Linked DNA regions of Mus musculus: regions 1, 2, 3, 4, 5 and 7 are each linked to region 6. A link is a contact called in public promoter capture Hi-C data. All regions are on one chromosome and are shown on one strand. The core of a region is the stretch at or near the end of the contact, and the rest is flanking DNA. Distances in the headings are between cores, read along the strand shown.

Region 1 (2,984 bases), core at 380-2,879, 2.5 Mb before region 6:
GGTCCCTCCAGAGGCTCTGGTAGATGGAATCTACCTAATGCTTTTCTATGCAGCATGAATATGCCTTCAGGTGAACGGACTTGTATGCGTTTAATGCACATTTATCTCTCACTGGGAACCCAGGGAGTCAAAGGCTTACTCTGTTCTCTGCTTCAGAAAAAAAATCCCAAATTGGTGGTTCTGTGGGAAAGTCACATTTTTCTTGAAATCTTGCTGTTTTCTGGTAATTCTCGTGTAGAATTGCTTCTATCGGCTTCACTTTCTTGAACCAACACGAGCATTTGCATTAACAGAGTACAACACTCATATTGGCACACTCACACATTGGAACAGATTTTCAGTCTTTCATCTTTTCGTACATACTGGGATCTGAGGCATTGTGCTGGTTTGTTTGTTTGTTTTGTTTTGTCTCTCTTTATACATCCAACTTGAATGATTGAACTTTGTTTTCAGGTAGTTAGGAGGGTGTTATAAAATATTCATACAAAAGGAGGCCTTGGAGTTGTGTGTGGTACAGACTTGTAATCCCAGCACCAGCCTGGGAAACATCGTGAGTTCCAGGCTAGCCTTGGCTACATAGCCGACCCTATCTCAAAATAAAAGAGGATGGAGTGGGACTTGAGTCCTAACAGGAGATAGTGCCCATATCCTAACTCACCTTGCATAGCCACATTGGGGTGAGGATGAACACTGAACCTAGTCAGAGACCTACTCATGATCTCCCCTAAGCTGTCCAGCTTCTCTGACTCCTCTGCCACACTAAGGTCCTCAAAAGTTGACGGCTGCTGCTTGCAACCAAAGCCCCTTGGTCCCAAATTCAGAAACATGAGATGGTCTTTGTGGGCCAGTTTCATAAGAACCCAAAACTTTTCCTGTGAAACAGCATCATGTAGGCCTGCCACGTGCCAGGGTTTCTGGATTCCAGATGTGGAGCAAGCTGGGTGCCCAGGAGAAGGCTACAGCTCTCAGTTGGGAACGTCAGAGAGAATTTGGAGGAGGAGGGTAGAGTTGAGATGGAGCTTAAGAAACACAAGATTCCGTATAGGGTGGGTACGCGCGTCTCAGCAGGACAGGCCGAGTGAAGAGCGCATGTCTGAATGTAGGGAGAGCAGCATTCGGTCACTCCAATCCTGAGTTACCCCCAAATCAAGCCAATGGTCCTGTGGGGCTCACAGCCTGGTTAGAACTGCTGTCTGTCCATTGTCAGATGGCCAGCAGGCCAGAACTCAGGGGTTTTATCTGACCCAGGGGATTCAGGCCAGAGACCATTCTCAGAATCATGTACTGCTTCCCAAGCCCAGAGTATAGACAGCACTAGTCAGGTGAGAGGACGGTCAGATGCAGGCATCACAGGGAATCACACCACCATGACCTGGACTAGCACACGTTTGGAGCGTCTCTGACCAGGGAAGACATGGAGCCTGGTCACAAGAGATGGATGGGTGGATCCTAGGATGTTACACTTGGGGGCCTGAAGGTTACCAGGAGTGTGAATAGGATCTATGTGGAGCCCTGTCTTTCTCCACCAGCGGGGGCTTCCAAGTTTAGCCCAATCATCCATTCCTCTCCTTATTTGGGCCTCTGGGTGATAAGGCTGAGACATAAAGAGCTGGGTGGCACGATCACTCAGTCAGACCGCCACAGATCATGGTGAGTGCTGGGTGGGGAACAAGAGACCAGCCACACCCAGGTGCTAGTCTCTGAGCTGCCCTGGGACAGAGCCAGGGACTTGTGTGCCTGTGCTGGGCTCAGGGAAGTGATCTCGGGTGGGGAAAGGCACCTCTCCCTGGCACTCCCACGAGACTACATGAGGTAGGGAGGAGGTCTTTGGAGAACTGGAGAGAGGACCCCTCTGATCATCAGTATTACAGGCCAGTAGGAAGGCTGGGACCCGAGGCAAGGCTGCAGCCACCAAGCAGGCACAACGTGGCTCTTCTAATGTCTTCTCAATGTTCGAACAAGCCCAGATTCAGGAATTCAAGGAAGTGAGTAGCCTATCCCAAACAGCCTCTCCCCGATCCGGGGAGCCACTTCATACCCCATGCACACGGCTCTCCTCTGAGGGTCAGTGCTCCTGCCTCCAACCTCGCTCATACTACCCGAGACTCTCCCTTACCCGCCATCCCTGGAAGAGATGGGGTGAGCAGCTCCCACCTGCAGGCCATCTCCTCACAGGCCTTCAGCTGCATTGACCAGAACAGGGATGGGATCATCTGCAAATCAGACCTGAAGGAGACCTATTCCCAGCTCGGTGAGTGGGTCCAGGAGCAACCTCCCAGGGACCCGGCTTGTTCACCTCAGGCACTTGCTCCGAGAGAGGACAGTGCCCCGCCCTTTCTCTCCTACTTAGCCTCATTCAGGCAGGAATCCCCCTCCCCCACCTGCCACACAGCTAGAGCTGCCCCTGCCTCTGCCCTCACTGCCTGGGAAGCCCGGGAGGGCGGCCTGGGTCACCTCAAGACCTACTCTCCTAGGGAGGGTAAGTGTTCCGGAGGAAGAGCTGGACGCCATGCTGCAGGAAGGGAAGGGTCCCATCAACTTCACCGTCTTCCTCACACTCTTCGGGGAGAAGCTCAATGGTGAGTTGGCAGGAGGTCTGAGTCTCCTTAGCCACAGCGCAAACCCGACCTCACCTGACCCGGGAGCCCCACGTGAGGCTCAACCTAACTCCCCTGAAACCTGTGCACCCTGCCTGCCCAGGGCCAACGCAGAGGATGTGGAGCGCCTGAACTGGCTTGGGTTCAGGAAATATCCACTTCCTAATCACAGTTTTGACTTCCCAGCCGGGCCTGCCAACCCCTTTGATGCCCAAGAAACACTCTGAATTCCGACTCAAGTCTCTTCTGCACCCTCCAATCTACCCCACCCCACCTTTATTCACTCGGTATAGCCGGAGCCCTTCAGGCCCCAGTACAAAGAAGCTCCCTTGTACTCCAAGTTCATCCTGGGTGGGGCCTCGCGGCAGGGGATCTGAGAGTTCACTT
Region 2 (3,257 bases), core at 608-3,107, 2.9 Mb before region 6:
TGGCCCTCTGCCCTGGACCTTTGGCATTCTGGACTAGTTCTATTCTCACGTGTGACCAAACAAACAGTATCAGAAACCAAGGCCTGAGAACTTACCAAATGTGTCACACTGAGCCAGGGTCCAACATCCTTACCTTAAGCCCACATAGAGGAGCACTCCTAGCCTGGCAGTGAGCAATCCCAGCACTTGGGAGGCAGAGGCAGGCAGATATCCATGAGTTTGAGGCCAGCCTGGTCTACAGAGCAAGCTCCAAGCTAGCCAGGGATACAGAGAAAAATCCCCACTCCCCCAAAACAAACAAAAAACAAAACAAAAAGAAAAAAGAAAAAGAAAAAAGGAGCAGTCCTCACACTGCCATGGCAACTGCCCTACTGACCTGCTTTCTTATTATGGGAGTGTGTTTCAGGGATTGGCAAGACAAGGCCCTCCTGAACATCCCCCAGCATTCAGCTCAGCTGGGTCTCTGCTGCTATTCATTTCCTTGGTTCATTTGGACCTAGTCCTGAACTTCGTATTCATGGTCCTGTGATCCTGCATTTCAGTTCTGCTTCTGCTTGGTTCAACTCTATGTCTCTCAGCTCTGAAATCTTCAACAACAGCTCTGTGATTAGTTCAGTTAATCTAACAGAACTACCACAGTGCCTATTGGCTCTATGCCTCTGCCTCCCATTAAGACCTCTTTGAACTCCTTGAACTATGTTGCATCCTTTTAAACCTTTTTGTAAGGCTTCTCTAACACACACACACACACACACACACACACACACACACACACACACACACAGTCCTAGCTTGCTTTCTGTTGCTCTGATAAACACCACGACCAAAAGCAGAATGGGAGGAAAGCGTTTATTGGTTTCTGGGTTACAATCCATACCGAAAGAAGCCAGGGCAGGAACCCGTGGCAGGAATGTGGAGGCAGAAACTGAAGCAGCAGCTATGGAGAAGTGCTGCCTACTGGCTTGCCTCTGGCTTGCCTCTGGCTTTCTCAGCTACTTTTACTATACGACCCAGGACCATCTGCCCAGGGATGCTACCACCCATAGTGGGTTAGGCCCTCTATCAACTAACAACCAAGAAAATGCCCCATAGACAAGCTCACAAGCTAGTCCAATGGAGGCCAGTCCTCAGTTGAGGTTCCCTCTTCCCTGTTGTGTCAAGTTGACAGTCAATGCTAGGTCATACACATAGACATAATCACTATATGATATATAATGTATGACTTGATAGTAATTAAAACTGGATAAAAGAACCTGTTTCAGTTGGCGGTAGCTCAGTTGGTAGAGTGCTTGGCCAGCTTGCAAGAAGCTCCATCCTCAGCACCCAGCAGCGTCAGGTGTGATAATACACTGCTCAGGAGGCTGTGTAAACTAAGCTATCTTTGAATTTATTGTGACTCAATAAGTCCTGCAGTTGTGAAATGACACAATGTGTTCTCTTCTGTAGGGTGCTCAAAAGAAAGGTTTATTTTACTTCAGGTGCTGGGGACCAGAAGAACTCACGCTGTTCAGGTTAACCATCTCAAGTCGCCTAGCACCCTTCCCCGAAAAGTACGCTTGCTTCTCCTTACACAGAGCACAGGCGCAGAGAGGTGCCTAACAAGGGCAATCAAGCCTAAAGACAAGGGACAGAAGCCCTGGGCAGCTTCATTGGGCCGGCCTTTTCTCTCTGTAAGGCTAGTTTACGCTAGGGGACGCTCGGGCGCAGAACAATGCAAGCTTGGGGTCGGGTGTACAGCGGACCGGGTTTCGAAAGGGAGCTGAGGGACTGCGACACTGCGCAGGCGCATGTTCCGTTTCCAAGCGGGTGCGCAAACGCTGAGCAGTGCGCAAGTGTGCGCATGTGCAAGGTTGAGGCGCAATGGCAGGTGTTGGGGTCGGACCGCTGCAGGGGATGGTGCGATTTGGGCTGCTGGTGCTTACTGTGTGTGCTGCGTGTGCCCGTGGGCTCTATTTCCACATCGGCGAGACTGAGAAGCGCTGCTTCATCGAGGAAATACCCGACGAGACCATGGTCATCGGTCAGGGGGCTGAGGGTGGAGAGGCCCTTTGTTTTCAGCTGGCCCTTGGAAGCACCCCTCCTTCCCTGTCAGCTCGACCCCATCCCGAGGGTGCCTTGAGGGCACCAGCTCCCCTGCACAGTGCCCTGGGGCCACCTCCTGGGGGCTAGGTTGTGACTGTGTGTCTACTCTGCAGGCAACTATCGAACTCAGATGTGGGACAAACAGAAAGAGGTGTTCCTGCCGTCGACCCCCGGCCTGGGCATGCATGTAGAGGTGAAGGACCCGGACGGCAAGGTAAACCCCCACCACCTCGCTAAAAAGGTTCTAGCTGGCGCCAGCTGTCCGTTAATGTCTTTATGGGATGGAAAATACCGCCGTGGTCCTGAGAAAGTCCCCAGGTACCAGGTCCCGCATTTTAAGAGATCGTTGTAAAATTGGGGCTTGATGCGTGTTTGCAGGTTGTACTGTCCCGGCAATACGGCTCCGAGGGCCGTTTCACGTTCACATCCCACACACCCGGTGACCATCAGATTTGTCTTCACTCCAACTCCACCAGAATGGCTCTCTTCGCTGGAGGCAAACTGGTAAGAGGCTCATCAGCCTTAGAGTTTCTCACTTGATACCAAGGTTGATTTCTTGCTGTCTTTTCTTTTTTCTTTTAACTTTGCCTTTCTGGGGGCAGCAAGTGGGTACAGTTAGAACTGGATGTCCTTCTTCCTCATTCAGCCAGAGACAAGAATCAGACTCCATAGCGGTAACAGACGGTGGGTGGCACCCCCGTCATTTCGTCCTGTTTCCTTGTAGCGTGTACACTTGGACATCCAGGTTGGAGAGCATGCCAACAACTACCCCGAGATCGCTGCTAAGGATAAGTTAACAGAGCTCCAGCTTCGAGCTCGCCAGTTGCTTGACCAGGTGGAACAGATCCAGAAGGAGCAGGATTATCAGAGGGTAAGGGACTTGAACTTGGAGGCTGTACTTGACCTTTAAACCCACTGTGCAACGTGGCTGCTGGGGACTTCTCTACTCGGGAATGTGGGAGTTACCAGTCAGTCTACATAGGTGAGGTTTGGGTTTGCTTTTCTTTCCTCGATTTCTGTATATGTCTACAGTGGCAGGGTTGGACGTTAGGCAAGCTCTCTACCATTGAGCCACACCTCCAGTCATGTGTGTGTGTCTGTATTATATATCCGTATATAAAATGTATTATATTTATTTTAATGACTATATTATATATAAATACATATATGTGTAT
Region 3 (3,264 bases), core at 379-2,878, 2.5 Mb before region 6:
TTTATCACAGCAATAGAAACCTGACTAGAACACCTGTAATCCTAGCACTCTGGAGGCAGACATCAGCCCTCGGAGATTAGCTGGAACACATAGCAAGATACCTGGCTCAAAACACAAAGTGGACGTAGGGCCAGGCAGGGATGTAGTTCAGAAGGCAGAGTGTTTGCTTAGCCTGCATGAAGCCCCGGGGCTCACTCTCCAGCACTGCATAAAACTCAGGGTAGTGGCACGTGCCTGTAACCCCAGCACTCCAGAGGTGTAGACAGAAAGATCAGGAGTTTAAGGCCCTGTTGCTACACCATGGAATATATTAGACCCGTCTCAAGGAAAAAGTAGAAATAAAGATATTCTGGGATAAAATTTGATGAGTCCATTTCCTTAGACATTTACTGTAAGGAATCCTAAGGAGAGTCCTGCAGACCAAAGGGAACAGCAACCAAAGAGTAAATGGAGAGCTCCAGTCAAGGGGCTGCACAACAACGAGCTCTGTGTCATTGTAACTTTGGATTTTAATTCTACAAAGTGGTTTCAAATCCATCAAATGGGGTTTGTTCCTGGAACACAAGAACGTTGCAACATAATCAAATATGCAACAGGCTACTTGAGACAGTAGGCAAAAATCCGCACTCAGCCCAGCTTACAAAGGAAAAAATACTCAACAAACTGAAACATTAAAAACAAATGATTTAGCCGGGGGTGGGGGTGCACGCCTTTAATCCCAGCACTTGGGAGGCAGAGGCAGAGGCAGGTGGATTTCTGAGTCCGAGGCCAGTCTGGTCTACAAAGTGAGTTCCAGGACAGCCAGGGCTATACAGAGAAACCCTGTCTCGGGGGGAAAAAAATGATTTAATTCATTATTAAAACAGGAACGAGGGAAACCTTGTCTCAAAAAGCAAAAACAAACAAAAACAGAAACAAGGGGCTGGAGAAAGCTCGGTTGAGAGCTCTTTCAGAATGGCTCACAACCATTTGTAATTCCAGTTCCAGGTGACACGGACGCTCTCTTCTCGCCTCCGAGGAGACTGACCTCACATGCGTGCAGGCAAAACACACCCACACACAAAACAAAACAAAATAAATTCAAAATAAAACAAAAAAACTTAGTAAGCCAGAAGAAACCTACCTTAAGTAATAAGTTTCAGACTGAGTAATTAGGCAATTTTAAAAAGGAGCAATGTTACCACTGAAGTCTGATGCACTTGCAGTCAGGGTGTCTTAGTGTGAATTCTAGCTTTTCTCACTAGCTGGGTCATTTTGCCTGTTTCCCTGCCTGTGAGATGGGAGAAATTGTTCATGCTTCCAAGGGAATCTGAGAAGTCAGGGTGAGAATCACAGCGCAGGATAGAGTGGGAGGGAAGCTTCAGCCACACAGGAGCCACCAGACCCCCAGCGCTCGGGGAGAGCAGCATGAGCCAGGCGCCCAGCCTCACTACGGCCCACGCTACCCAAGGAGTTCACCCGATGAGGCCCAGCCGCAAACACCGCATGCGCACAGGAAACCCAGTGCTAAGTGATGGGTTGTCCCGGGAACCGGAGGCGTGACTCCGCGTTTCCTCGGTCCAGAGGCGGGGCGCACGGGGATTGGCTGGATGAAGCGTGCAGCGATGGGCGGGATGGGGCGGGAGGCGATTGGCTGGATGCGCCGATGGGCGGGACGGGCGCGCAGAGATTGGCGGGATGCGGCGTGGCGCGGTGAGTGTGCTGCTGAGCGGGGTTAACGTGGGTCCTGGGTCAGACTTGGCGGTACCTGGACAGCGGGCCGGGGTCTTGAGGGTGCTTCGAACTGTAACATGGGCCCGAGCTGGGCGTGTCTGCTTCGGGGCAGGTCTCCCGTCGGGTCCGGCCTGGAGCACCGTGTGGGCCGCTGCCACCACCGTGCGTTTTTGGCTTACATCCAGTTTACATGTGCCCATTTGGCAAATTCATAGGGTCCGCTCCCTAAGCCAGAGCTGCGCATTAAAGAAAGCCGAACCAGCTAGGGGAATTTGAACTTTGTAATAGCTGTACCAAAAAAAAAAAAAAAAAAGTAAAATGAAAAAGAAAGCTGTGTTCAAAACTTCCGTTACTACATCCAGCCTGTTGTCGTCTCAACTACGCATGAAGAATATGTTGAGATACTTTATACTAAAGTCCGCTGTGCATCCATCCCCAAGCACATCTTAGTGGGAAGGGGTGCAATACAAGAAAACAAACCTCTGCGCTGCCGGAGCTTAGGCAACAGTTGGAGGAGGCAAAGTAAATGCTTGAGAGATGATAATGATGCAGACAGTTGAAGTAGCAATGCAGTCAATTAGATATGGGAAGGTGAGTTTTAAGGAAAGACTTGAAAGGGAAGAGCCAGTAAGCCTTGGGGAAAAGGAGAGGACCCAGCAGGAGTAGAGAGGCCTCTACTTGGAGCCCCTGCTGTGGAAGGGACACTTGGAAGGAGAAACAGATAGGAGGGGGGAGCTGTTCTTAGAGGCCCAGAGCTGATCTTACAGGTCGTGGTAAGAACTTGGGGTTTTATTTACTGAAAAGCAACCTTTGGGGGGTTTTGAGCAAAACAGGGGCAGCTTTATGCTTTATTTTTTATCACTAATTATATTATGACAGGCTTCTTCAGTGATGCCTGATAGCATCCCTAGAGGTAGCAGAGGTCCCAGGGAGCTGGGCAGAAGCAGATCAATAATTCCATTTGAGGGTATGCAGAATTTGAGACCCTGGTGATTGGGTAGAAATGTGGAGAGGAGGAGGTGATGAACAAGGTTTGGAACGAGCTCCAGGTTGTATCTGACTAGGTTATAGGATGACACCTCCGGACACATGTGTGCACATTGTGGACAGCGTGGTTGGGACACTAGGGGAGCTTTGGGTACAAGAAGGGATTGCAGGAATGCCTTTGTGTGTCTCTGCAGTGATAACTCCTCGGCCTGGACACAGCTGCTTGGACCAAACAAGCCAGGAGTGCCGCCATGTTCTCCGAGCAGGCAGCACAGAGGGCCCACACTCTGCTCGCCCCGCCCTCTGCCAGCAATGCCACCTTTGCCCGGGTACCTGTGGCAACTTACACCAACTCCTCACAGCCCTTCCGACTGGGAGAGCGCAGCTTTAACCGGCAGTACGCCCATATTTATGCCACCCGCCTCATCCAGATGAGACCGTTCCTGGTGAGCCGGGCGCAGCAACACTGGGGTAAGTTTGGGGTACGCTGCTCCCAGCAGCCCAGCAGCTAGAACTAGGACCTTATCTAACCTGGAATACTTTCCAGCTACCATGGAATGGCCC
Region 4 (3,063 bases), core at 373-2,872, 2.8 Mb before region 6:
GGTGATCAGAGATTGAGGGCAATGGAGTTTTAAAATCAAGGGAAAAACAGCAAGCGTGCATGCTTGTGTCACTTGTTCGTGACTGAACTAGTGTGCCCTGGCAAGGCCTACAGGGACCCCCACACAGGCAGTGATGTGAGACCAGGTGACCCTCCAGTGTGACTGTGTGTTTCTCATGCTTTTGGGGGCTTCAGAAAAGCCCTCAGACCAAGGATCTGGACCTCATCTCTCTGGAGTCTGGTCTGGGGACAGCTGGACAGCCCTCGTGAGAACTGATGTGGAGAAGGCAGGGCTCAATGCCCCTCACTGGGGCTCTTGGGGTTTTCATGTGGCAGCAGTATCTGTAGACCAGGCTGGCTTTGAACTGCCTGCCTCTTCCTCCTGAGTGCTAAGATTAAAGGTGTGCACCACCAATGTTCCTATTCCAGGAATGTCCTCAATCAATGACTTGTAAGTGTGGATGGTGCCACACCCTTATCCACTGGTGGGGATCCCCTAGGGCGGGTCCCCTTATGTCCTGGAGGTCTCAGGGACAGGTGATATTCTTGAATCCATCTTGATCATCACATCTCATGGTTCTCAGTCTGCTCAGCCCTCTGTCGTCACCTGAAGTCATCTTCCAAATAACCCTGATTTTCATTTGTCCTAGGATACTTGTCTCAGGGTCTGCATCTGGAGAAATCACATGAGAACATTTGGGACAAGACAAGAAGAGGACTGGGTGGCATCCAGGGAGCAACAAGGGAAGCAGGTGATGTTGTGTGGCCCAGGGCCCTTCTCCTCAGCCTCTCTTGTTCCCTGCCTAAGCTTGGGCGGATTCCCCTCTGAGCCCACCCGAGCCCCTGGGACACTGGTGGAACTCAGTAGGAGCCCCTCCCTGCAGCTGTCTCAACAGGTAGCTGCATGAGTGGCCTTGAAGCAATTATCAGCAATTCAGCCCTGGCAATAGAGGCCAAGGTCCTGGCCTGTCTTGGTGATAGCAAGAGCCCAAGGAAAGACTGGAAGTTTCCTACTGGAAAGAAGCAGAGGATGAACCATGTACCTGGGCCCAGGTTGGGTGGGACTTGCCACTCAGAGCCCCTAACCAGGGTTGTTCAGAGGACTAGGCCAGGGCCAGGACCAAGAAAGGGATAGAACGGGCATGAGGAGGAAGGGTGAAGGGATCCAAGGAATCTCTGGTCCTGTTCCCTGTTAGGACATTTGTCATGGAATCACTCTCGCTTAGTGTCTCTGTTATCTGGGTGCTAATAGCAACTATTCAGTTGCTAGGATGTTAGGTGAGTCTGAACCTACCCTTGATGTTGATCTGAAGAGGCGATGCGTTAGACTGCAGGTTGGAGGCCAAGTCCAGGACAGTGTTGATATTCTGGATCTCCAAGAAGCCTCCAAGGCCAAAGCCAGGCCAGTGTCTGGTCTCGCAGAGGAACAGCTCTGCATCTCTTGCCCGGTTGGCTCTAACTACCACATTAGACTTCAGTTGCGTCAAAAAACGAGGGGACCCCAGCGCCTTCACTAGGAAGTTGACCTCAGAAGGAGGAGATGGAATGGCACCATCTGATGTAAGGGAAGAGAAAATAAATTATTAACCAGTACGGCCCAGTCCTATTGGCCCCATGACAGACGAGGGTTATCACTAAGAGGAGGAAGCTGCCTTAATGTGCAAACTCAGGGGCCAGTCCTCAGCTTCCCCGGCTGTCTCCAAGGCCTGGTCCTGCTTTTCCTTGATCACTTCCTGGCTCTGGGATGGCAGCTGCCTGGCAGGGATGGCTGCTCTGGGCCCTGCTCCTGAATTCGGTGAGTCTGTTGCTTGTGGCTACTCCTTGGTGCCTCCCATTAGGGCAAAGTGATACCTGATACCTGATACTGGGTACCTGATAACGGGGAAGGGTCCCACGGCTGTGGGAGGGTTCCTATGCCCAAAGATAAGTGCTGGTGGAGGGGTCTCCAGGTCAAGGGGTTGAAGGGATAGAGGTCAGAGAGGCAAAGGGATGGGGCCTTTGTCTGAGGTTAAATGGGGACCAAGTCAGGTGCTAGAGGTGGATCCCAGTGAACAGCGCCTGAAATATTCTGGGCTTGGGAGGAGGTTTTGCTACCATCCTTGTTTGCTCTCAGGCGATAGCATTGGCCAATGCAGGATGTAGGAGTGGGGGGCTCTTATACAGACTCTTGTACAAGGAACCCTGACCTCGGGGTAGAGCTCAGCCTGGAGACTCAAACTGACAGCAATAAAGGTCGCTATCTCCTACTCTCCCCTGCAGCACGACCCTTTAAAGCCACACTCTATTGGATCACTTCCTTTTCTGAATAGCCCCCTCACTGTCCATTGGGGGAGTGCCCCTCCATTGGCACCCTAAGCATAGCACGAGCCCCCACAAGCCTCCCGCAGCACTCCCAGCCCCTTACTGCTGGCCTTCTTACCCATAGACTCCCTAGCCTCTCACTCTCCAGACAGTCCCTGGCTGTGCCAACCAGCCTTAGGGCTTATGGATGCTATCGGTTCTTTCTGCAGGCCCAGGGTGAGCTCTACACACCCACTCACAAAGCTGGCTTCTGCACCTTTTATGAAGAGTGTGGGAAGAACCCAGAGCTTTCTGGAGGCCTCACATCACTATCCAATATCTCCTGCTTGTCTAATACCCCAGCCCGCCATGTCACAGGTGACCACCTGGCTCTTCTCCAGCGCGTCTGTCCCCGCCTATACAATGGCCCCAATGACACCTATGCCTGTTGCTCTACCAAGCAGCTGGTGTCATTAGACAGTAGCCTGTCTATCACCAAGGCCCTCCTTACACGCTGCCCGGCATGCTCTGAAAATTTTGTGAGCATACACTGTCATAATACCTGCAGCCCTGACCAGAGCCTCTTCATCAATGTTACTCGCGTGGTTCAGCGGGACCCTGGACAGCTTCCTGCTGTGGTGGCCTATGAGGCCTTTTATCAACGCAGTTTTGCAGAGAAGGCCTATGAGTCCTGTAGCCGGGTGCGCATCCCTGCAGCTGCCTCGCTGGCTGTGGGCAGCATGTGTGGAGTGTATGGCTCTGCCCTCTGCAATGCTCAGCGCTG
Region 5 (3,295 bases), core at 728-3,227, 2.7 Mb before region 6:
ATATGTATGTGCTCGTGTGCACACATAAGAAGTGTAGACCAGAGGTCAATGCCTGTCTTCCTTGGTCACTTTCCAACTCTATTTTTTATTTGAAACAGGGTTTTTCACTGAAACTGGAGCTTGCCAATCTAGCTAAACTGGCTGGCCAGTAAGCCCCAGGAATCTTCCACTGTCCTTCCCTAGTGCTGGAACCACAGGCTTGTGCTTTCTCACATCCGTTCTGGAGATCGAACTTGGGTCCTTGGCTTGCACAACAAGCCTTCCCTCCAGCTCCCACACTCCTTTCCCGAGTGCTGGTGGAAGGGTGTGTGACTTGGTAGCCTAAAGACAGCCTAACTCCTGGAGGGGTGCAATTGGGTTTCGTTTGTTTTGCTAATTATATTCTGCTGTTCAGCCCTGCCTCCTTCTCCCACCAAAGCTCAGAAAGAGCCAATGCAGCTGCCCTCAGCAGCACTATGGGAGGCGACATCAGCCCCAAGAGCAAGCCTGGCCTACACCCTCACCCCACTCTTCCCGTGCCCATCGCATGGCCCAGCAGCGCATGGTCCAGCGTCCCCATCTAAACTCATACTTTTGGGGGGGCACAGTAGAGTTTCCCTTTCTGCTTGGGGCCAGGGTTCCTATTTTCTCAGCCAGACACTTGTAACTGGGACCTGCACTTGCCCATGCCTGTCTCTTGTTTGCTAGCTGTTTGCTTTCTGGTGGGGCTAGGTCTGTACAGGGACTTGCCAGGAGGCCTAGCTTCCCCTGGCAGCACTCTGTCAAATGTACCTTTAGGAAGACCTCTAGTAGCTGCCCAGCAGAGACCCCTCATTCTCCTAAGAAGACACTTGCTAGACTAAGAAGATCCTGCAGTCCAGGGCTAGTCTTTGGTTGAGATCTGAGTCCATCAAATCTGCTCTTGGGGATCAGTAAGTGGGAAGAATCCAGAAGATCGCCGAACAGTGCCGCCCAAACTGGCTGCAAAGTCCCCCCAGAGGGGCCTGGCTCCAAACACCAAGAGTCAAATCGGGGATGCTGGTTGGGGGTGAGGAGGGGGCCTTGTGGAAATCCACCTGTGCCCCTGGGGGCCTGGCTCCAAACACCAAGAGTCAAATCGGGGATGCTGGTTGGGGGTGAGGAGGGGGCCTTGTGGAAATCCACCTGTGCCCTCCTTCTTCAGGGCCACTTTCAAGAGACTGGAAAGAATGGAGGCTCCTTTTCCTGGCCAGGGCAGAGGGAAAGGGCTGCCCAGGCTATCTGGGCAGGATGGCTGTGAGCTCTCAGAAGTCACAGGAGTCCCTGAAAGAGCTGAGCAGCCCACGTTTTGCTGCCTCAATCTGCACTCCGAATGTTCACCACAGGCAGAAGACATCCTAGTTGCCAGTCCTAGGAGAAGCAGGGAGAGACTCGGGACCACCTCCCTATCCATTTTCTCTCATCCCATTCAGCCTAGGAGACTCGTGGGCAGCTCTGCCACGAATAGGAAGGTGGGAAGGGTCTTATGAGGGGTATGGGGAATGGAGGAGCCCAGTGGAGGGCGACTCCCAAATGGGGTGCAGTTCCCTCCTGCAGTCTAGGGGAGGTGGGCCTTTAGGGGATAAGAGTCTGGGTTCACTGTTCAACTGCGGCAGCAGAAGAGTCAGCCCATTGGCTTGTCCGTGCAGGGCGCGGGCCTAGAGGGTCAGACGCAGTGCGTGGGCACCGTGTGGTGCAGCCCATGTGCTGGGATAGGGCGCGAGCACGGGTGGGATTGCATGGTGCGGGCGCAGTGCGGGTGCCGGCGCGGGCGCGACGGGCATGCGAGGGGAGCCGCGGTGCGGGTGCAGGGTGCGGGCGCAGTGCGCGTGCAGGCGCGGGCGCTAGTGCAGGTACAAGGCGCGGGTGCGGTGAGTGTGCGGGTGCAGGCGTGTGTACGGTGCGAGTGAGGCGCGTGCAAGGGGCGGCGGGCGGGGCGGGCGCGGCGGCGACAGCGGCGCCCGCGCCTCTGCGCGCGTAGGTGTGCGGCGCGCTCCTGGCGGGGACAGAGCGAGCAGATCTCGCGTGCGCTCGCCGCCCGGCGCAGCCCAGCCCGGCCCCCGCCCGGCGCCGCGAGCCGAGGTGTCTCCCGCGCCCGCGCCCGTGTCGCCGCCGTGCCCGCGAGCGGGAGCCGGAGTCGCCGCCGCCCGAGCGCAGCCGAGCGCACGCCGAGCCCGATCGCCACCGCCATGGCCACCACGGTGACCTGCACCCGTTTCACCGACGAGTACCAGCTATACGAGGATATTGGCAAGTAAGAGCCTCGGCGCGCGCGGGCTGTCCGCAGACCCCGGGGAGCAGGGACCCCATCGCCGCCCGCCTCGCGCGCACTGCGGCCCCGCGCGCCCCCGGCTCCTTCCAGCTGCGGGCCCAAGCGCACAGCCCCGTGCAGCCCCGACCCCCGTGCCTTGGGTTCTGGGCCCCGCTCCTCCACCGCAGTGCTTACGGCCCTGCCGGGTGCCATAGCTTAGCGGGGACCGGGACTCAGGGACATGGACGCGGCGCGGCGGGGGCGGCAGCAGGTGTCCCCCGAGCGCCGGGCAGACGTGACGCATTTGGCGGCGGGGAGGTCAGAGAGGAGCGGCACCCGGGGGCGGCTGCCAGGCCTAGAGTGCCCGAGGGGTCGGTCATGGCCTCAGGGGGTCGTCTCCGGTGTGGGCACGCTGTCCTCACCCCCACCCGAGAGGCGGGCGGCAGCGGTAGCGGACCCGCTCCGCGCCTGCTCCTCGCGTGGCCCCATCTGCTTTGGGGGAGCAGCGTGGGAGCAGCTTCTGCCTTGGGTCCCTTGGGGAATCTGGGTTCTAGAGGATTTTCCCCCCAGATTCTTCTGGAAACAAGAACTTGGAGGGGGTGGACGAGGTCAGAGAGCCAGGATCAGGCCGTGGAGTGGGGGTGGGGGTGAGAGAGTGAGGAGAGAGAGACAGGGAACCAGTTGGGCCTCTGATTTCAGGGTCATCGAGGCAGAGAGAGGCTGGCTTCTGGACCTTTTTTTTTTTTTTCCTCCTGTGGTGGGAGGGCTGAGGGGAGGGACTCTAAAGGCGTATTTCTAGTAGGGCCTCGTGGGGAACAGGTGCCCTGGCGCCAAGACGCTGCTCCGCAGTACAAGCAATATGGGGGTGAAGCTATGATTGTGAACGTCCAGACCTGGCTTTGTCCTAGGGTCTCAGAAACAGCGAAGCCCCTCAGGGGCCTGGGGCTTCCCTCTGTGATTTAAGGTGACTGCAGGGGCATCCTTAGGTGCTGGCTGCTTAACTCCAGAGCTGGATCTTCCTTCCCACTCCCTCTCCCCTCCCCCATC
Region 6 (3,413 bases), core at 485-2,984:
GGTAGCTCACAACCATCTGTAATGGGATCTGGTGCCCTCTTTTGGTGTGTCTGAGGCAGCAATAGTGTTCTCATATACATTACATAAATAAATAAATCTTAAAAAACAGATACAAATTACACATACTGCCCTTTAAACAGTGATTATAAGAGAGACAGGGTGGGAAGAAAAGGCAGTCAGCAAAAAGTGGGAGAAGGACAGATGTGGTGCTCAGTTGTGGAGGGAGGGACAGGAAGCAAGCAAGCCAGTCCCCATCCCTCTGTGCCCGGGAAAATACAGCAGGGCCTCTCTCTGCTAATCATTAAGTAGCTTGTCAGAAGAGCCCCAAGAATTCTTTCCTAATTCAGTATATAATCTAGTGTTCCCTACGCATCAGATATCTCCTCAGAGGGAAGCCAGCAGCTCAAGTGAGTTCCCAGGAAGGAAGTCAGGTACAGCCCCCTCCCTAGCACTTGTGCACCCTAGGTCATATGAAGGCGCCACGGAAGAAACATCTAACTAGCAGCCACTTTTGTTAACAAAAGGCCATGCAGGAAGACAGAGAATTGTGCTGTTTTGTTTACCTAAGTAGTAGAGCCAGAGGCAGCTGATGGGAGAGTTGGAGGCAGGATTGGTTTCCTTGGGCTCCATTCCTACCCATTTCCTGATCCTCTGGACTCTTTTCCCATGTACATAAATCTGATGGAGGGAAGTAACAATTGTCTAAAACCGAGTGTCATAGTTAGGGTTCTAATGCTGGGAAGAGACACTATGACCACAGCAACTCTTACAAAGGACAACATTTATTTGGGGCTGGCTTACAGGTTCAGAAGTTTAGTTCACTATCATCCCGGCCAGAAGCATGGCAGAATACAGGTAGACATGGCGATGGAGAAGGAGCTGAGAGTGCTGCGTCTTTTTTTTTTTTTTTTTTTTTTTTTAGACGGTTTCTCTGTATAGCCCCGGCTGTCCTGGAACTCACTCTGTAGTCCAGGCTGGCCTCGAACTCAGAAATCCACCTCCCTCTGCCTCCCAAGTGCTGGGATTAAAGGCGTGTGCCACCACTGTCCGGTTCTTTCTTGATTTTAGTCACAGAATAAGATAACTATGTTAGAACATCTAGATTTTGGTTTTTTTTTTTAAATAAACAATCTAGAGATGATTTAAAACAAGAATATCTCAGCACTCAAGAAGCTGAGGCAAGAGGCTGGCAAGTTCAATATCAGTCTGGCTGCATTTCAAGACCCTGTGGCAAAACAAAAGAAAAAATAAAGCATATGAAGATTGTGCGTGGATTATAGACAAAGTTTACGCCATTTTCTATGAGACTTGACCAACCAGGGACTTTATATAAGGAGTGGGAGTCCTGGACCCAAAATTCCAGGAACCCAGGTATTTGGCCTCCATAATCTGCTCTAGGGAGCCTCATTTCCATATTGCCTTTGACACGCAAAAGTGGTTTCTCTTAGCTTCTTCGTGTTCACATTGCTGATTACAAACTGGGAGTCAAAAGACCTGTGATACCTACCCACGCTCTGCACCTGAAGAGCAGAGCCATTTTCAAGTAGTGTAGAAGGGCAACTGGACTAACCTGAGCGCCGAGGGTCCCCTGTGTTGCGACCTCCAGCCTAAACTGAATCACCCTGGTCAATCCGAACGCCTCTAGAGGTCGCCAGTCGCCAGCAGGCGCCAGAGATGCGGCAGAGTTCGCGCGGGAGGCGGGACGGGGCAGGGCGGGTCGTTAACCTAAGTGGGAGGGGCTCCGGGGCGGGTCCCCGTGCCAGGTGCGGTTTGGTCCTCCCAGGGCGCCGTAGGCGGTGCATCCTTCCGGCTGCAGGGGCAGAGACAGCCTCTTCTCTAGACCGCAGGCGGGCGCGGACCTGAGGCGCTGCTGCCGGGTGGTCCTTCCTGTGTTGTCCGCGCCCTGGACCATGGCGGCGCTGGCGGGTAAGAAGGGCCCATTCCGTCCAGCCCGCCGCTCGCGGGTTTCTGGCTGTCTGGTTTTTCTTGGGTCCGGAATCCTCAGCGAGAGCCTGGCAGGGTGGGGAGGATCGAACACAATGGTTCCCTCGGGACTTGAAGGTCTTGGGACTCTGGAAGTCCGAGCGCAGTCGTTCTAAGACTGAGGGCTCCTTGCGGCCGGCGCGTGGGGCGAATTCCCGCGAGGTGGATCCTCGGATCTGCAGACCGGGCAAGTCTCCTGGCTAAGGAAGCCGAGGCACCTGAGATTCTGAAATATGGGAAGTACAGGGTCTTCCAGAGTTCAGGACTTGAGATTCCGAGTTATCCTGGGTTCTAGGTTTTCTGTAGACCCAAAGTTCTCGAAGGTGTCTTTGGACTCTGGGATTGGGAGGAGTGGTTCCTAGAGATAGAGTATGAGTGTGGAGTTTATGATGTGGATAGGAAGACATCCGACCGTTCTTCCTGAGGCTCAAAGACCTCTGCCTCCTGTGGAGAACAGCTTCAAGTCTTCCTAGAGACTAGTTGAGTCCTCGCGTAGTCTCTGATGCCAGCAGATTAATAGCTCCGCACCTTGAGGGGAAGAGTTGAGTGAAGGAAATTTCAGAATTGGCTTAGCTGGGCCTGTAAATCCCTTCACGAATCATCTTGCAGCTTCCTGCCCCGCGGCATCATGAACTTTCTGCCGCCTTATTCCCAGCCACCGGTGTGAGTGGCTCAGTTTCTGGGTCTACCAGGGTCGACTTCCAAAAGTTTTCTAGAAAGGCCAAGGGAGAATTTTAGGGGTGGGGGAGGGACTGAATATGTGCCTCCACTTCCTGGCTTTGGGCCGGTGGACAGTCACTTCCTCCATCCTGAATTCAAGGACCGGGCCGCCAGTGGGTCACTTCCTCACTACGGGAACATGGAATTTCAGACCTTATTGGTGATAATATGCTCTGGAGAAGGAAAGCATGGAGCGGAAATTCGTCTGTCTCTTCCCTTAATTTTTTTTCCTGGCTGGTAGTGGTGATTGCACACCTGTAATCCCAGACTAGACAGAGCCAGGAGAATTGCTTGGTCTGTGTGTGGCGTACTAACTAGGTCAACCTGGACGACAGAATACGATCCTGTCTCTAAATAAATAATTTTTTTAAAATTGAGTTGGATGGGATGTGGTTCACTTGGTAGAAGGCTTGCACAAAGCAAGGGGTTTCATCCCCAGCACTGCCTATACCTGCTGCATGCCTGCAATCCCAGGTCGAAGGAGAGTCAGAATTCAAAGTCATTCCTCTGATATGTAGGGAATTTGAGGCCAGCCTGGGTTACATGAGAGATACGGTCTTTCTTTTTTTCTTTTCAACGAGGCTGGAGAGGTGACTCAGGTTAAGGGTGTGCTGTTCTTGCAGAGGTCCCTTCTGGTTCCTGACACCCAACTCAGTGTCCTATTCCTCCAGCTCCAGAGGCTTCTTCAGCCCTCTGCAGGTCCCTGCAGT
Region 7 (3,197 bases), core at 134-2,633, 2.5 Mb before region 6:
AGCAGTCTCCTGAATGAACTATTTCTCCACTCAAGCTACCTTCCAACCCCTTGGCAAACACTATTCACATAACTATAATCCACAGCAACTCATGTCCATCAGCGGATGGATACATAAACAAAACATAGTGTTTACATAAAACTCAATACTGTATATATTTTAAAGGGGAGAAAAATTTGGTATCTGCAGAAACATAGGTCAACCTTGGGGTCATTCTGCTTAGTAAAATCAGTGGGACACAAAAAGCCAACTACTATATATCCCACTTATATGAAGTCATTAGAACCATCAAAAGCTGAGACACAACCTGAACAAGCAGATTTCCCCAGACGTTGAGTCAAGATGACCACAGGTCCTACCCTGTTGGGCCCTTTTCCTTTTGTGTCTGAGTCACTCCCACAAGACTGGGTATCTGTGCAGCTTACAATTAAAGCACCCCACAATCCTTTACATGCCTACAAGCAATACAAATCCAGTGGTTCCTGCCTAGCTACCAGTGTGGACCCTTCCTGATAATCAAGGCCCAAACACTAAAAAGAATGAGTTTGACCCCTGACTCCCAATCCTTGAGGAATCAACGATTTTACTCATAAAAGAAACACCTCCATACAGAACTTCTGGAAAGAGCTTTGACCAGCGACTTTCACAAACTGTGGGCTGCAACCCCTTTGGCAAACCTCAATCTCCAAAAATACATATGCATAACAGTAGCAAAATTACAGTTATGAAGTAGCCACGAAAATAATTTTATGGTTGGGGGTGGGAGGGTTCCCTCAACATGAGAAACGGTACTAAAGGGTCGCAGCGCAAGGAAGGTGAGAACCACTGGCAACGACGAAATACAAAGGTTAAGACACCAAACACTGGTTAAATCACAGGGTGCGAGGCGTAGTCAACATACTTATTTCTGAGTCCGGAGATCCCAGATCAGAACAGTTGGCAGCGCGTCTGTAATCAATGGCCTTCCAATCTTTCTACAACTGGGCAATACCGCGTAGGGCAGAGCCCTTTCCCAGGGTTGCTAACGACTCCTCAGGTACAGCCTGCCGCCCGAGGGAGGCCAAAGCCGTGCTCGCCCTTCGAGAGACTCGACTCCCTGGACTCCGGGTCCAGCCACCCGGGCCCGGCCCACTTACCTGGACCTCTGGAAGAAACTAAAGGAAGACACGTCGTACGCGGCCTTGAGCAGCACCGCTTTCGGATCGCCTTTGTAAAGGACACTAAGGCTGTACAGCTTCATGGCGCCGCACCTTCGGGCCGCCGGCTGAGCCCCAGACCCGCTCCCAGGAGCGCGGCCACAGTCCCTCAGAACAGCGGCGGCCGCCTCCTGACGGGGCCCGGCCGGCTTCTTCCTCCTAGAGTAAGGCCCACTTCCGGTTCCGGTGGCGAGTTGCTCCAGCCGCTCCTCGGAGGCCCGAAGGCAGGGTACGCGCGTGCGCGGACGGGTAGCTAAGCGGCGGGGCGCGCCCGCGTCCGCCCGGGTCGGCGCCAGGAGGCTCGGTCTCCGCCTGCGTGGCAGTGCCTTGGCGCAGGTTCCCTTCCGGGCTGTCGCGCGGACCCTGGCTGCCGGTGGGGAGTGCTGTGCCGTACCATCGCTCTTTTTTCCCCATTCTGCTAGAAAAACAACCCGTAGCTGTCCCCACTCTATACTTTTGTTGCATTCTATGTGTAACAGCACCAGGCTACCCAACCTCTTCCCTGGGTGTCCCAAGTACAGACGACTAAAAGAAAGGCCCTTCATCCTTTCTCTTGCAATAATAAAAATCAGAAACGTCACTGGCTATGGCCACTCAGCTTGGACACACTTGTTCGACAAGCCAGGCGGCCAGAGGTGTCAGCTATATTCACCTGCACTGACACCATGGCTCCACAGGCGGCAGACGGAGAACCATTTCTGAAGAAAGCCTCTTTATCCAAAGTTGTACAAAATTACCAGGATAGTGACCTTGCAGAAAGAGATGTGGATTAAGAAAATTGATAGCAAGAAGCAGACCTTGGGCTTCCAATGTGAACAGCAAAATGCTTATCAAACTCCCTTACAGCCACTCTTGGCACCTCTTCCTGCTTTTCTCTGACTTTACCCAGCCTCCCTTGGTCCCAGGAAGTCTCATCTAGAGATATGCGAACTCCCCAAGCCAAGCTTGTTAATCAATTTCAAATGACATTGTTTTCCCCTGCGTTTCCCCAGCTGTTATCCAGCCTGAATTCGGTCCCAGTACTTCCGCACCGCAAAAGTTACCCCCCCCCCCCAATCTGTTGGACTCAAAAAATACCTTTTTTGTAGACATGTTGGTAAAAGTGATAAACTATCAAATTCCAAGTCCTGCTCATTGCAGATGTTTAACAATGACGACGATGGTTATTTGCACCATTACGTTAAATGACAGAAAGAAAGAAAGAAAGAAAGAAAGAAAGAAAGAAAGAAAGAAAGAAAGAGGAAGCAAGCCTCATGAGAGGCCGAAGGTGCCCTTGAGGCTGTTAGAAGCAGAGCTTTAAAGGGAGGCTAAAATCTGAGCAAGGTCTACAGATTAGATAAGAGCACTATATCTTTATTTCCAGCTTTCAGTCACTGACTGCCCTGACCTTATAAGAGAAGTCTCTGGTGCATGCATGCATGCACACTAACACACAGTAACATAAATAGATGAACACTATGTATACAACTTACTCCGAAGAGGTCATATGCATACATACCTACATGTAAGTATATCTACATCTATATATATCTATGAACACATATATATGTTTCTATACATGCTTGTATATGAACATATTATACATGTATTAAAGTTCTCTAAAGGAACAGAATTGATAGGACATATATATTAAGAGAGGACTTATTAGATTGGCTTCAGGATGCTGTGTGTGTAAGTAGTCCAACAGTGGCTGTCTCACACTGGAGAAGCATAGAGTCTGGTATTTAAGCAAACCACAAGACTGGATGTCTTAGCAAACTTAATCTTGTGCTGAAAGTCTGGTTGATTCCTAGAGAGATTGGTCTTCAGCCTACATTTGAATCCCTAAATTGGTTTAGGTGTAGAAATACTGCGGTGGCAGGGTAGGTGACCTAGCCAGGGAAGGCAAAAGCAAGCAAGCGACAAGCCAAGTTTCCTTCTTCCACATCCTTCCATATGAATTACCACCAGGAGGTGCTTGCTGCCCAGAGTTAAGGTGGGTCTTCCCGCTGCCTTTAATCT

The links. Promoter capture Hi-C pulls out the DNA fragments that hold promoters and counts their contacts.
Region 1: a contact with region 6 is called in a promoter capture Hi-C map of embryonic stem cells, with 8 times the contacts expected there. The contact joins the promoter of Myl7 here to the promoter of Limk2 in region 6. A contact is called at or near these places in 2 of 39 promoter capture datasets (embryonic stem cells and liver).
Region 2: a contact with region 6 is called in a promoter capture Hi-C map of embryonic stem cells, with 7 times the contacts expected there. The contact joins the promoter of Tmed4 here to the promoter of Limk2 in region 6. A contact is called at or near these places in 2 of 39 promoter capture datasets (embryonic stem cells and liver) and 1 of 115 datasets of contacts at active chromatin or transcription factors (astrocytes).
Region 3: a contact with region 6 is called in a promoter capture Hi-C map of liver, with 6 times the contacts expected there. The contact joins the promoter of Pold2 here to the promoter of Limk2 in region 6.
Region 4: a contact with region 6 is called in a promoter capture Hi-C map of liver, with 6 times the contacts expected there. The contact joins the promoter of Npc1l1 here to the promoter of Limk2 in region 6. A contact is called at or near these places in 2 of 39 promoter capture datasets (embryonic stem cells and liver).
Region 5: a promoter capture Hi-C map of embryonic stem cells shows a contact between it and region 6, with 5 times the contacts expected there. The contact joins the promoter of Camk2b here to the promoter of Limk2 in region 6. A contact is called at or near these places in 2 of 39 promoter capture datasets (embryonic stem cells and liver).
Region 7: a promoter capture Hi-C map of liver shows a contact between it and region 6, with 4 times the contacts expected there. The contact joins the promoter of Ykt6 here to the promoter of Limk2 in region 6. A contact is called at or near these places in 2 of 39 promoter capture datasets (both in liver).

What each region holds. Positions count from the first base shown.
Region 1 is chr11:5,897,427-5,900,410 of GRCm38.p6, reverse strand. It overlaps Myl7 (myosin, light polypeptide 7, regulatory), which reads left to right and starts at 1,629. Exons shown (of 7, transcript NM_022879.2): 1 at 1,629-1,650; 2 at 1,872-1,985; 3 at 2,176-2,251; 4 at 2,475-2,579. The coding sequence starts at 1,648.
Region 2 is chr11:6,273,437-6,276,693 of GRCm38.p6, reverse strand. Tmed4 (transmembrane p24 trafficking protein 4) reads left to right here and starts at 1,857. Exons shown (of 5, transcript NM_134020.1): 1 at 1,857-2,020; 2 at 2,196-2,296; 3 at 2,461-2,586; 4 at 2,807-2,953. The coding sequence starts at 1,861.
Region 3 is chr11:5,876,620-5,879,883 of GRCm38.p6, reverse strand. It overlaps Pold2 (polymerase (DNA directed), delta 2, regulatory subunit), which reads left to right and starts at 1,628. Exons shown (of 11, transcript NM_008894.2): 1 at 1,628-1,692; 2 at 2,895-3,171. The coding sequence starts at 2,952.
Region 4 is chr11:6,228,804-6,231,866 of GRCm38.p6, reverse strand. Npc1l1 (NPC1 like intracellular cholesterol transporter 1) reads left to right here and starts at 1,622. Exons shown (of 19, transcript NM_207242.2): 1 at 1,622-1,794; 2 at 2,510-3,063. The coding sequence starts at 1,744.
Region 5 is chr11:6,064,430-6,067,724 of GRCm38.p6, reverse strand. Camk2b (calcium/calmodulin-dependent protein kinase II, beta) reads left to right here and starts at 1,977. Exons shown (of 21, transcript NM_007595.5): 1 at 1,977-2,251. The coding sequence starts at 2,187.
Region 6 is chr11:3,407,559-3,410,971 of GRCm38.p6, reverse strand. It overlaps Limk2 (LIM motif-containing protein kinase 2), which reads left to right and starts at 1,734. Exons shown (of 16, transcript NM_010718.4): 1 at 1,734-1,926. The coding sequence starts at 1,911. It overlaps Gm51879 (a long non-coding RNA gene), which reads right to left. Exons shown (of 2, transcript XR_003949624.1): 1 at 1,571-3,413; 2 at 1-1,225.
Region 7 is chr11:5,953,944-5,957,140 of GRCm38.p6, reverse strand. Ykt6 (YKT6 v-SNARE homolog (S. cerevisiae)) reads right to left here and starts at 1,383. Exons shown (of 7, transcript NM_019661.4): 1 at 1,137-1,383. The coding sequence starts at 1,240.